Regions from separate parts of the Sus scrofa genome. Here regions 2 and 3 are each linked to region 1. Evidence: chromatin contacts called from public HiChIP or PLAC-seq and promoter capture Hi-C data. All regions are on one chromosome and are shown on one strand. The core of a region is the stretch at or near the end of the contact, and the rest is flanking DNA. Distances in the headings are between cores, read along the strand shown.

The links. Promoter capture Hi-C pulls out the DNA fragments that hold promoters and counts their contacts. HiChIP or PLAC-seq counts read pairs in DNA pulled down with a chosen protein or histone mark.
Region 2: a contact with region 1 is called in an H3K27ac HiChIP or PLAC-seq map of alveolar macrophages. The contact joins the promoter of NIN here to the promoter of SOS2 in region 1. A contact is called at or near these places in 1 of 47 Hi-C or Micro-C datasets (liver) and 1 of 2 datasets of contacts at active chromatin or transcription factors (alveolar macrophages).
Region 3: a promoter capture Hi-C map of liver shows a contact between it and region 1, with 2.3 times the contacts expected there. The contact joins the promoter of RPL36AL here to the promoter of SOS2 in region 1. A contact is called at or near these places in 2 of 5 promoter capture datasets (fetal liver and liver), 3 of 47 Hi-C or Micro-C datasets (alveolar macrophages, heart right ventricle and skeletal muscle) and 1 of 2 datasets of contacts at active chromatin or transcription factors (alveolar macrophages).

Annotation. Positions count from the first base shown.
Region 1 is chr1:180,013,510-180,016,522 of Sscrofa11.1, reverse strand. It overlaps SOS2 (son of sevenless homolog 2), which reads left to right and starts at 1,582. Exons shown (of 23, transcript XM_021101439.1): 1 at 1,582-1,993. The coding sequence starts at 1,907.
Region 2 is chr1:180,620,353-180,623,365 of Sscrofa11.1, reverse strand. It overlaps NIN (ninein), which reads left to right and starts at 1,391. Exons shown (of 34, transcript XR_002346861.1): 1 at 1,391-1,593; 2 at 2,972-3,013.
Region 3 is chr1:179,476,310-179,479,322 of Sscrofa11.1, reverse strand. RPL36AL (ribosomal protein L36a like) reads left to right here and starts at 1,503. Exons shown (of 2, transcript NM_213917.1): 1 at 1,503-1,533; 2 at 2,237-2,685. The coding sequence starts at 2,268. The coding sequence ends at 2,588. MGAT2 (mannosyl (alpha-1,6-)-glycoprotein beta-1,2-N-acetylglucosaminyltransferase) reads right to left here and starts at 859. Exons shown (of 1, transcript NM_001128482.1): 1 at 1-859. The coding sequence starts at 859.

The DNA.
Region 1 (3,013 bases), core at 333-2,832:
CTTTAGTGGGATGAAACGTTCATGTTAATGATCACGTTTTGGAGTTCCCTTCGTGGCACAGTGGTTAACGAATCCGACTAGGAACCATGAGGTTGCAGGTTCGATCCCTGGCTTTGCTCAGTGGGTTAAGGATCCGGCATTGCCCTGAGCTGTGGTGTAGGTCTCAGACGTGGCTCGGATCCCGCGTTGCTGTGGCTGTGGTGTAGGCCAGCGGCTACAGCTCCGATTAGACCCCTAGCCTGGGAACCCCCATATGCCCAGGGAGCGGCCCAGAAGTGGCAAAAAGACAAAAAAAAAAAAAAAAAAAGCACAAACAAAAAATAATGATCAAGTTTCCAGAGTCTTCATCGCAGGAAAGTCGGGACATTTTCGGGGTTGCTAATGAGCATGGCTGGGCCCCAAGGGCGGACACAGCTTTTGTGGGATCTGACACCACACCTACGCAATTTGGAGGACACCATTAAGAAAACAGTGCAGGAGTTCCCTTCGTGGCTCAGCGGTTAGCGAACCTGATTTGCGGTGTTTGATCCCTGGGCTCACTCAGTGGGTTAAGGATCCATCGTTGCGCTGAGCTGTGATGTAGGTCGCAGACGTGGCTCAGAACCCAAGTTGCTGTGACTGTGGTGTAGGTTGCCGGCTACAGGTCTGATTGGACCGCTGGCCTGGGAACCTCCATATGCCGCGGGTGCGGCCCTGAAAAGACAAAAGAAAAAAAAAAAAGAGAGAGAAGAAAACAATGCAAAAATATGAAAAGTTTTACAAAAACGATAATTTTGTGAACATAGGGGCTCATGCAAGTGAAGGATTAAGCCTAATTAACGTTGTCATCTGCCCCTTTTGGCCCTACTGTGCGCTAAGGGCTTTCCACGCCTCGCCTCCTTCAATCCCCACACCACCACCGTATGATATAGTTACTATTGCCCATATACAAAAACGCCATGTGGAACACAAGTACGTTAAATATCCTGTCCAGACAGAAAGCCCTTTTCTTTACAAATACCTTTACTGCTTCCCACGACTGGAGTCCTTGGGCTCGAGGAGTAGCACCGACTCAGGATTGTCTGGGGAAGATCAAGAGGGGGGAGAGTGTGTGTAAAACGCAGTCAGCAAGCAGGGAAGTCTATGTGGAACAGACGCCCATTAAGCGTCCAGGACAGGGGCGCTCCTGGGGCAGGGCCCGCGCGCCTGGCCGGCGCCTCTGCCACATTCGCGGCGCGCATGCTCCGTGCAGGACTACTCCGGCTCCCAGGGATGAGTGCCGGGCGGAGGGGGCGGGCCGAGCCGCCGCTGCTGGGATCCGGAGCTCCGCGGCGGCCCTGGGGCGCTGTGCGCGGCTGCTGAAGGGGCGGCGGCGGCGGTCAGCGCTCTGCGCGCTGCAGTGTAGCTCGCTCGTTAGACGCGCACGCCCGCTCGGTCCCCAGGGCCCTCTGGAGGTGACTCGGGCGGGCCGGGCCGGGCCGGGCCGGGCGGCGTTTGCCGGTTGGGAGGGCGGAGGAGAGGCGATGAGGAGACAAGCCGCCGCTGTCGCCGTAGTTCTCCGCCCGCCGCGGCCGTAGCGGGAGTCCGAGCAGGGTCCAGGCCAGCTGAACCCCCGCCGGGCTGCGAACGCAGACAAAGGAGGAGGAGCCGCCCGAGAAGCGGGCCAACGCCGCCGGGAAAGGAGGCCGCCGCGCTTCCTCTGCGGACGCGGCGCGAGGCGAGGCCGCCCGGGCCGAGGAAGCCGCCCCCGGAGCCCCCGCCCGCCGGCGCCGCCTCCGAGCAGCCTCGGCCGTAGCCCCGGCCCGGGCGGGAGGCGGCGGCGGCGGCCGGCGAGGCGACGCAGCCAGAGCCCTGCCTGTCAGGCTACCGGCCCGGCCCATTTCGGCCCGCGGGCCGACCCCGATGTGGAGGCTCTGCGGCCGGGGCCATGCAGCAGGCGCCGCAGCCCTACGAGTTCTTCAGCGAAGAGAACAGTCCGAAATGGCGGGGACTCTTAGTCTCGGCCCTGCGGAAGGTCAGTGCTGGTGTCCGATCGGCCGCGGGGACCGAGGGAGGTGACGGGGCCGAGAAGGGCGCCTGGAGGGCGGGGTGCGGGCCGCGGCCCCTCGGACTCTCTGATGGGGAGCTGTACGTCCTCTCTGCGGGTCCGAGGCCGAGCGCTTCCTCCCCGGCCGGTGGCGGGGCGGGGGGGGGGCGGGGGGAGCTCGCGATTGCCTGTTGCATCCAAAAGGACGTTTATCTCAAGTTTTTGCCTGGCCCCGGAAGGAAGGTTTTGTTGTGATCATAAAACTGGATTTCATGTTGCAGTCATTTCGTCAGGCAACTTCCGCCGTTGACCAATTTGTTGTCCTCAGGCTGGATTCAGGGCAAGAGAAAGTCCCGCTGGTATTTAGTTTCTAAAACAAAAGCACATTTTCAGGCCAGGTAATTAACTTTTAATTAAGTTCTTTGGGGCTGTTCCCTTCGGCAGTTCGCTCGTGAAGGGTGTCCTCTCACTTAAGAGGTAGTCCTTTTTTTTTTTTTTTAACAATAAGATGGATGCGTTTCAGGAGTGCGAAATGTCAGTGAGCCATGATATTTGTAAAAACAATTCTTGAGGTAAGTTTAAAGTGCCTTCTCCGTTCCTGCAAAAGGCATCCCACCTGTTTACGAGCGATTTCCCCTATAAAATTCGGTCAGTTTCTTCACTGAGTGCAGTTTAGAGTTTAGAATCATTTTAAGGGGACAGAAAAGGAGCAGCTCTTAAAAATTAGTCTTAAGGTTGGGTGCATCGCTAGGGTGCATCTCTCCTGTAGATGATGTCAGTTTTCATCTGAATTTAGGTAATAATCATACTGTCATTTTTATATTGAAACCTTTTGTAAGATCAAGACAAATTAAAGACTGTAAATCAGTGCAGGAAAAGATACCAAACCTGCTGAACATGGGTTTTCCGTGCCATTGATGCAGATGCCTTTTGTGCAAAATAACTAAGAATAAATTTTAAAATAATAAGGAAAGAATAAACATTAATTTAAAAGACTGCCCTTGGAAA
Region 2 (3,013 bases), core at 142-2,641, 610 kb before region 1:
GTGGGTTAAGGATCTGATGTTACTGTGGCTGTGGTGTAGGCCGGTATCTGTAGCTCCAATTTGACCCCTATCCTGGGAACCTCCATCTGCCGCAGGTGCAGCCCTAAAAAGTAAAAAAAAAAAAAAAAAAAGGAAAAAAAAAAAGCAAGAAAAAGAAAGAAATTATCTCACATCAGAGACTATGCAAACTTTCAATCATCCTGAACATAAGCTTTTTAATCAAAGCTATAAAATAAAATCTAATGCACATCGATGAATAAATCATGTGGTTTCTCTTGAAGGGGTATCATTAATAGGACTTACATCACTATGCTCATTACCACTTCCTCTAGGGATTAAATTTATCCTTTCAGGAAGGAGACAATGAATTGAAAAAAACAAGAGAGAGAAAGAGAAAGGACCGTATAATGATGTTTTCCAAAGTAAAAGACTTGTTGAACATTCACCTGGGTTTCATAGCTCTCACTAATAAGCCAGAACATTGCTTTAATTCTATACTGTTTATTGCCACGGGAGCCAACAGACTGGTAGAGGTTTTCTACACTTTTATTTGCCAAACAGAAAACTGTGTTGTGATGTTTAGATGAGACACACGGGGGCAGCAGTGAGCTGACCAGGAGATAGAAGAATGGTGACACTTTTGAAGCAGAAAGCTTGACTCTAGACATTGAGATGCTGGCCAAGCTCTATTTAAAATCATTTAAACCAAAGAGAAACATTTCTTCAACTCTAAAATTAAATTTTAGAAGAATTTACTGTTCTGGCATGTTTTCTGCTCTCCATGAGTGCTTAATATCCTTACTTCCTAAATGTTTTTTTCTATTGACAATTATTTTTTCAATCTATTTAAATCTTATTTATTTATCTATCTATCTATCTGTCTGTCTATCTGTCTATCTTTCTAGGGTCCCACCTGTGCCATAAGGAAGTTCCCAGGCTAGGGGTCTATCTGAGCTGCAGCTGTCGGCCTACACCACAGCCCCAGCAAAGCTGGATCCCAGCCGTGTCTGTGACCTACACCAGAGCTCACTGCAACGTAGGATTCTTAACCCAACTGAGCGAGGCCAGGGATTGAACCTTCGTCTTCGTGGATACTAGTCGGCTTGGTTAAGGCTGAGCCACAACGGGAGCTCCAGGAGTTTGATCATTTTAAAGCTGAGACACTTTTTCCTGACCAATCCAAGTTGAAGCCCGGGGCAGGGCAAGATATCCCAGCACCAGGGACAAAGGAAGCAAACCCGGGCAGCTAGCACCACTTTTGTGGGGAGCCCACTCTAACTCGGAGCTGACAACATTGTTAAGAGTAGCAAGCCAGTGCCTGGGGCTCTCTTTTTAAATGGGGGCGGAGGAGCGGTGGGGGGAGGACACAGCGGCACTTCCTCTTCCTCTTCCTCTCCAGAGACTATTCATTTCATTCCCGCCCATCTGAAAACTGAAGAACTCCGCAGACCCTCAGACCCGCAGACCCGTAGGGGGTTCGCTTTCACTGCAGGAAGAGATGCTGTAAACAGAGGTACACAGCCAATCCATCTTCACACCCGGAAATGAGACGGCAGTGAGACAGGCCTAGAAGCAAAGCTGGTGATTGCTGCGGTGGGTGTTCACTGAGGGCAGGCTGGTCCTCCCGAAGGTGGTGTAGGATCTGGAGGAGGGAGGCAGGGAGGGTCTGGGCTCTTCCCCACGTGGCCCCAGAACTGCCTGGCAAGGAGCCACTGGGCCAGACCCTCCCGCTCCGCACGACCGGAGGCCTTTGTCAAGCTGTGTGGCTGGGTATTATTTTCAGGCTCAGCCGGGGCTGCCCTCCTGCTCCTGGGCTTGCCCGTCGATGCGCAGCTGTTTCTTCTGCTTTCCAAAGCCCAAGCCTACAGGTGCTCTGCCTCCCTCTGCCTTTGGCCGTTACAAGTTATAAGAGTAATAGTAGCTTTAAAGAGAGGGGATTGGGGAGGTTGCCAGGGGCTTAGAGTCCTCCCCTGCCGCAGCCAGCCCTCTGTCCCTCTGTCCTTCATCCTCCCTTCACAGACCTCCAATCCGAGCATTTCTTTTTTCTTTCTTTCTTTTTTTTTTTTCTTAGGGGCACACCTGTGGTGTATGGAAGTTCCCAGGCTAGGAGTCGAATCAGAGCTACAGCTGCCTGGCAACACCACAGCTCACAGCAACACTGGATCCTATTGAGTGAGGCCAGGGATCCAGTCTGTATCCTCATGGATACTAGTTGGGTTAACTCACTGAGCCACAACAAGAACTCCCTGTCTGAGCATTTCTAAACCGAAGGATCCTGGCTCAGGAAAGGCAGTCTCATTTTCACTGGGCACTCACCTGCTGAGAAGCCAACCTGAAGAGTGGAGCCCAGACTCCAAAGCCTGCCCTCCCCTCTGCTCCCACCGTTCCTTGGATGTGTTCTATTTGAAATAGTTTCTTTTTCCATAATTATTATTATTTTTTAAACAGTGTGTTTATTGCAGTATTTCTATCTAGTGTTTCTCTGGAGAAATCTAGACTTATTTTATGATTGTGCTTTTCTGAGTGTGGTTGCAGCCCTATGAGATATGCCTGTAGGTCCCTGTGTGTATTTTGACATCTGCACCAAAGCAGAGGTTACCTGTGGGGAGTAGGACTGGGTCAGTTGATGCTGCTTTGCTTTTTTACTTTCTACCGCTCGGTTTTGTTTAATCTTTTCCCAGGAGATGAATTGTTTTGTAATGTTTAAAAAGAGAGGAATGAGGACAGCTCTAACTATAGTCAGGGCCACTGGCATGTTGGCCATGCCTTGAGCCAGGACCCCACACAGCAGGGTTTTCTCTTCTGTCCTTGCTCCTACTGTTGAAGATCCCTTTGTTCAGAGTGTTAAACAGCCCTGGTGTCTCTTGATACCCGTTTCCTGAGAGCAGGCTGAGGGCTTCCTTCCTCCGCCCAGCATCCTGCCCCTCCACACACCCACACCCACACTTCTTTTTTCCCTTTCTCTTTTCAGAAACTCGATGCTATCAGGCCCAAGAATTGGCCAGGAAAGGGC
Region 3 (3,013 bases), core at 254-2,753, 540 kb after region 1:
CACACTCAGGACACTCTTGCTGCTTTAAATTCCACATCTTTTTGAAGACATGGTAAAAGTCTGGGGCTACGTAGTGATCCTCCTCTAGGAAAAGTATGAGGCCAGCATAGTCTCGAAGGACTTTGACCCTCTCCCACACGAAATGCAGCTTCCACCACCAGTGGTGTTTGGTTTGGGAGAACTTGGCCTCTCTGTAATGGCCGAAGGAGTCGGGATATTCAGCATTAATGCATCCCATTTTCAAAGCTGCATTCTTCTCCAGGTCTCTAGGGCAATCTCTGGGGTCAGTACCCGGAAACTCGTTAGGGTACAACTGAATGCTGAAAGGAAAGAACACCTGCAGAACCGGACAGAAATCCACCCCAGCGATCAGCTGATTAATCTCAGTCGACCAGAAGTCATGGCTAAAGATGACGAGGACGTTGTCGATTCCCTGGGCTTTCCGAAGTGAGTCCAGGAGCAGTTTGAGGTATTCGGCCCGGTTGTGCACCTGGACCACCAGCACAAGCTCGCGGGGGACCCAGGAGCTGACCTTATCCACATTCCTCAACGTCTGGTCAAAGTTCAGTTGGTACACTAGGGACCGGTACCGCAGCGTCAGGTTGTCCACCTCGGGCTGCGGGGCTGCCGCGACCAGCGGAGCCGCCGAATCGTTGGAGCCCCGGCGGATGCCCACGGATATGGCAGGATGGTCCCCGGCCCGGGCGCCCGCACCCCGCACGGGCTCGGCGTCCAGCAGCGGCGGGGCGAGGGCCTCATTCTTCCTTTGTCGCCCATTGCTGCTCCAGAGGACGAAGCCGCAGGCGGCCACCACGAACGTCAAGATCAGCACCTTCCGCTTGTAGATGCGGAACCTCATGGTCTCCGGGGCCGGGAGCGCGGGCAGGCGCGTAAAGGAGCTAGCGGATCCCGCACGGAAAGGGCGGGCGGGCGGCGGCCGTGGCCTGCAGCGATCGGAATGGGCCTCCGCGGCTGCCCTCGCTAACTCATCCCTGGCCCCGGGGGTCCTGGGGCCCGAAGGCGCTCAGCTCCCCTGTGCCGCCCGGGCTCCACACATCCTCGCCTGGCAGCTGCAGCTCAGGCTGTCCCGCCGCTAGGAGCCGCGACTCAGCGTCGCCTCGGTCCTCTCCATCCGGCACGGGTCCGAGAAGCCCGCCGCGGCCCCACCGCACCCCGGCTCCGTTACCTGCGCTTCCAGCGGCCCTGCGTCCTCTGGGCTTTCATCCTTACGCAGGCACCGGACGTCCCGGACCGAGGGACGCAACCTCGTCCCACTCCCGCGGAGACTGTCCTGACAACCAGCAACTGGCTCGCGGAGCTCCGCGGCCCCCGGGCCCACACCCCTCCGGCCCGCCCCTCGGGCCGTCGGTTGGCGCTTCCCCGACGCGTCGGGAGACGACCGGGCGTCGCTGCCCGCCTCTTATTGGGCCGCGGCGCTGTCGCTCAGGCTCAGTTCCTGCTTCCGTCCCGATCCTCCTTTTCCGGTGAGGCTAGAGCAGAGCGAGACCCGGAACGTGGACATCGGTTTTACTGGTAAGCTACACGCGGAGTGGTAGCGGTCTCGACTGGAGCCCCCGAAGCTCAGGATCCCGGGGTGGCCGGGCGAACCCTGGTAGGAGAGGGAGGGCGAGGCCCGCCGCCTTGGGGGATTTCAAGAACGGGCTTCTCCCTTCCGGGAAGGGGCTCCCGCATGGCGGCTGCCGGGCCGGGAGGCACTTGTTAAGGACACGTCAGCCTTCGGGGCCGCTGAAGGGAGACCGTGTTTCGGAGGGAGAAGTCAAACCACGTTGCTGCGGTCCTCAGAGAAGGGCCGGGCTCGGCCTTGGCACCAGCTACACCGCACCCGGAGCCAGACTGGCTCTCGCGCTCACTCTCCCACTCTTCCGAAGGAGAGTAGATTATCACACGACCACGCTTTAGTTGTTGGGTAACCACGGTAAATTAAGGACCAAAGGAACCCACTTTGGAACTTAGAGTCAGTAGGGGGACCTGACTGTATAGGGCATCCTTATGCTGCTGCTCTGGCCCTTATTTTAGTGAGCCTCATTTTATCACTGCTCCGATGATTAGCCTTCTAAAGAGTTGTGCACATATATATATTTATTCGTGTGGAAAATGCGTATTTGGTGCATTTATACGTTAATGATTTCTGTAATGTTACTATTTCCATATTTACAAAACTTAAAATTTCAAAATGTTTAACGTCTGTTGCTGTATTTTAAATATTTTACCACAGTATTCATCGTGAAAACACCCCTGTTGCAAAGATGGTCAACGTACCTAAAACCCGAAGGACTTTCTGTAAGAAGTGTGGAAAACATCAGCCTCACAAAGTGACCCAGTATAAGAAGGGCAAGGATTCCCTCTATGCCCAGGGAAAGAGGCGCTATGATCGGAAACAGAGTGGCTATGGCGGGCAAACAAAGCCAATTTTCCGGAAGAAGGCTAAAACCACAAAGAAGATTGTGCTGAGGCTTGAATGTGTTGAGCCCAACTGCAGATCCAAGAGGATGCTGGCAATTAAGAGATGCAAGCATTTTGAACTTGGAGGAGATAAGAAGAGAAAGGGCCAAGTGATCCAGTTCTAAGCCTTGAGAATTTTTTTTATTCTATATTTGAGAGGAAGGTGTTGAAGCCATAGGGGGAAAAAAAATGCCTGTATGAGAATAAATACAGTGATACCTTACTGAAATCTTTTGTATTTTTAAAATATAAATAGGATCTTGTGCTTATTTTGGTTCTAAATTAAGGAAGTTACAGAATTAAGGTTCATTTCAAATTCTCATTTAAATTTAGTTCCATAAGACTTGGAATGTTGATTTATATATAAAGATAGGAGTCCCACCTCAAATTTTATAACTAGGTTATGGAGATAAATCATAAGGCAGGGAAAAAACTGATACTTTTCACATCAATTTCATATCTGTTGGGTGAGTAAATGATTATGATTGAGCTGCTGGGGAAAGTCTCAATCAGATTTTGAAAAAAGTACATGGAAAAGATAAGGTAGGCC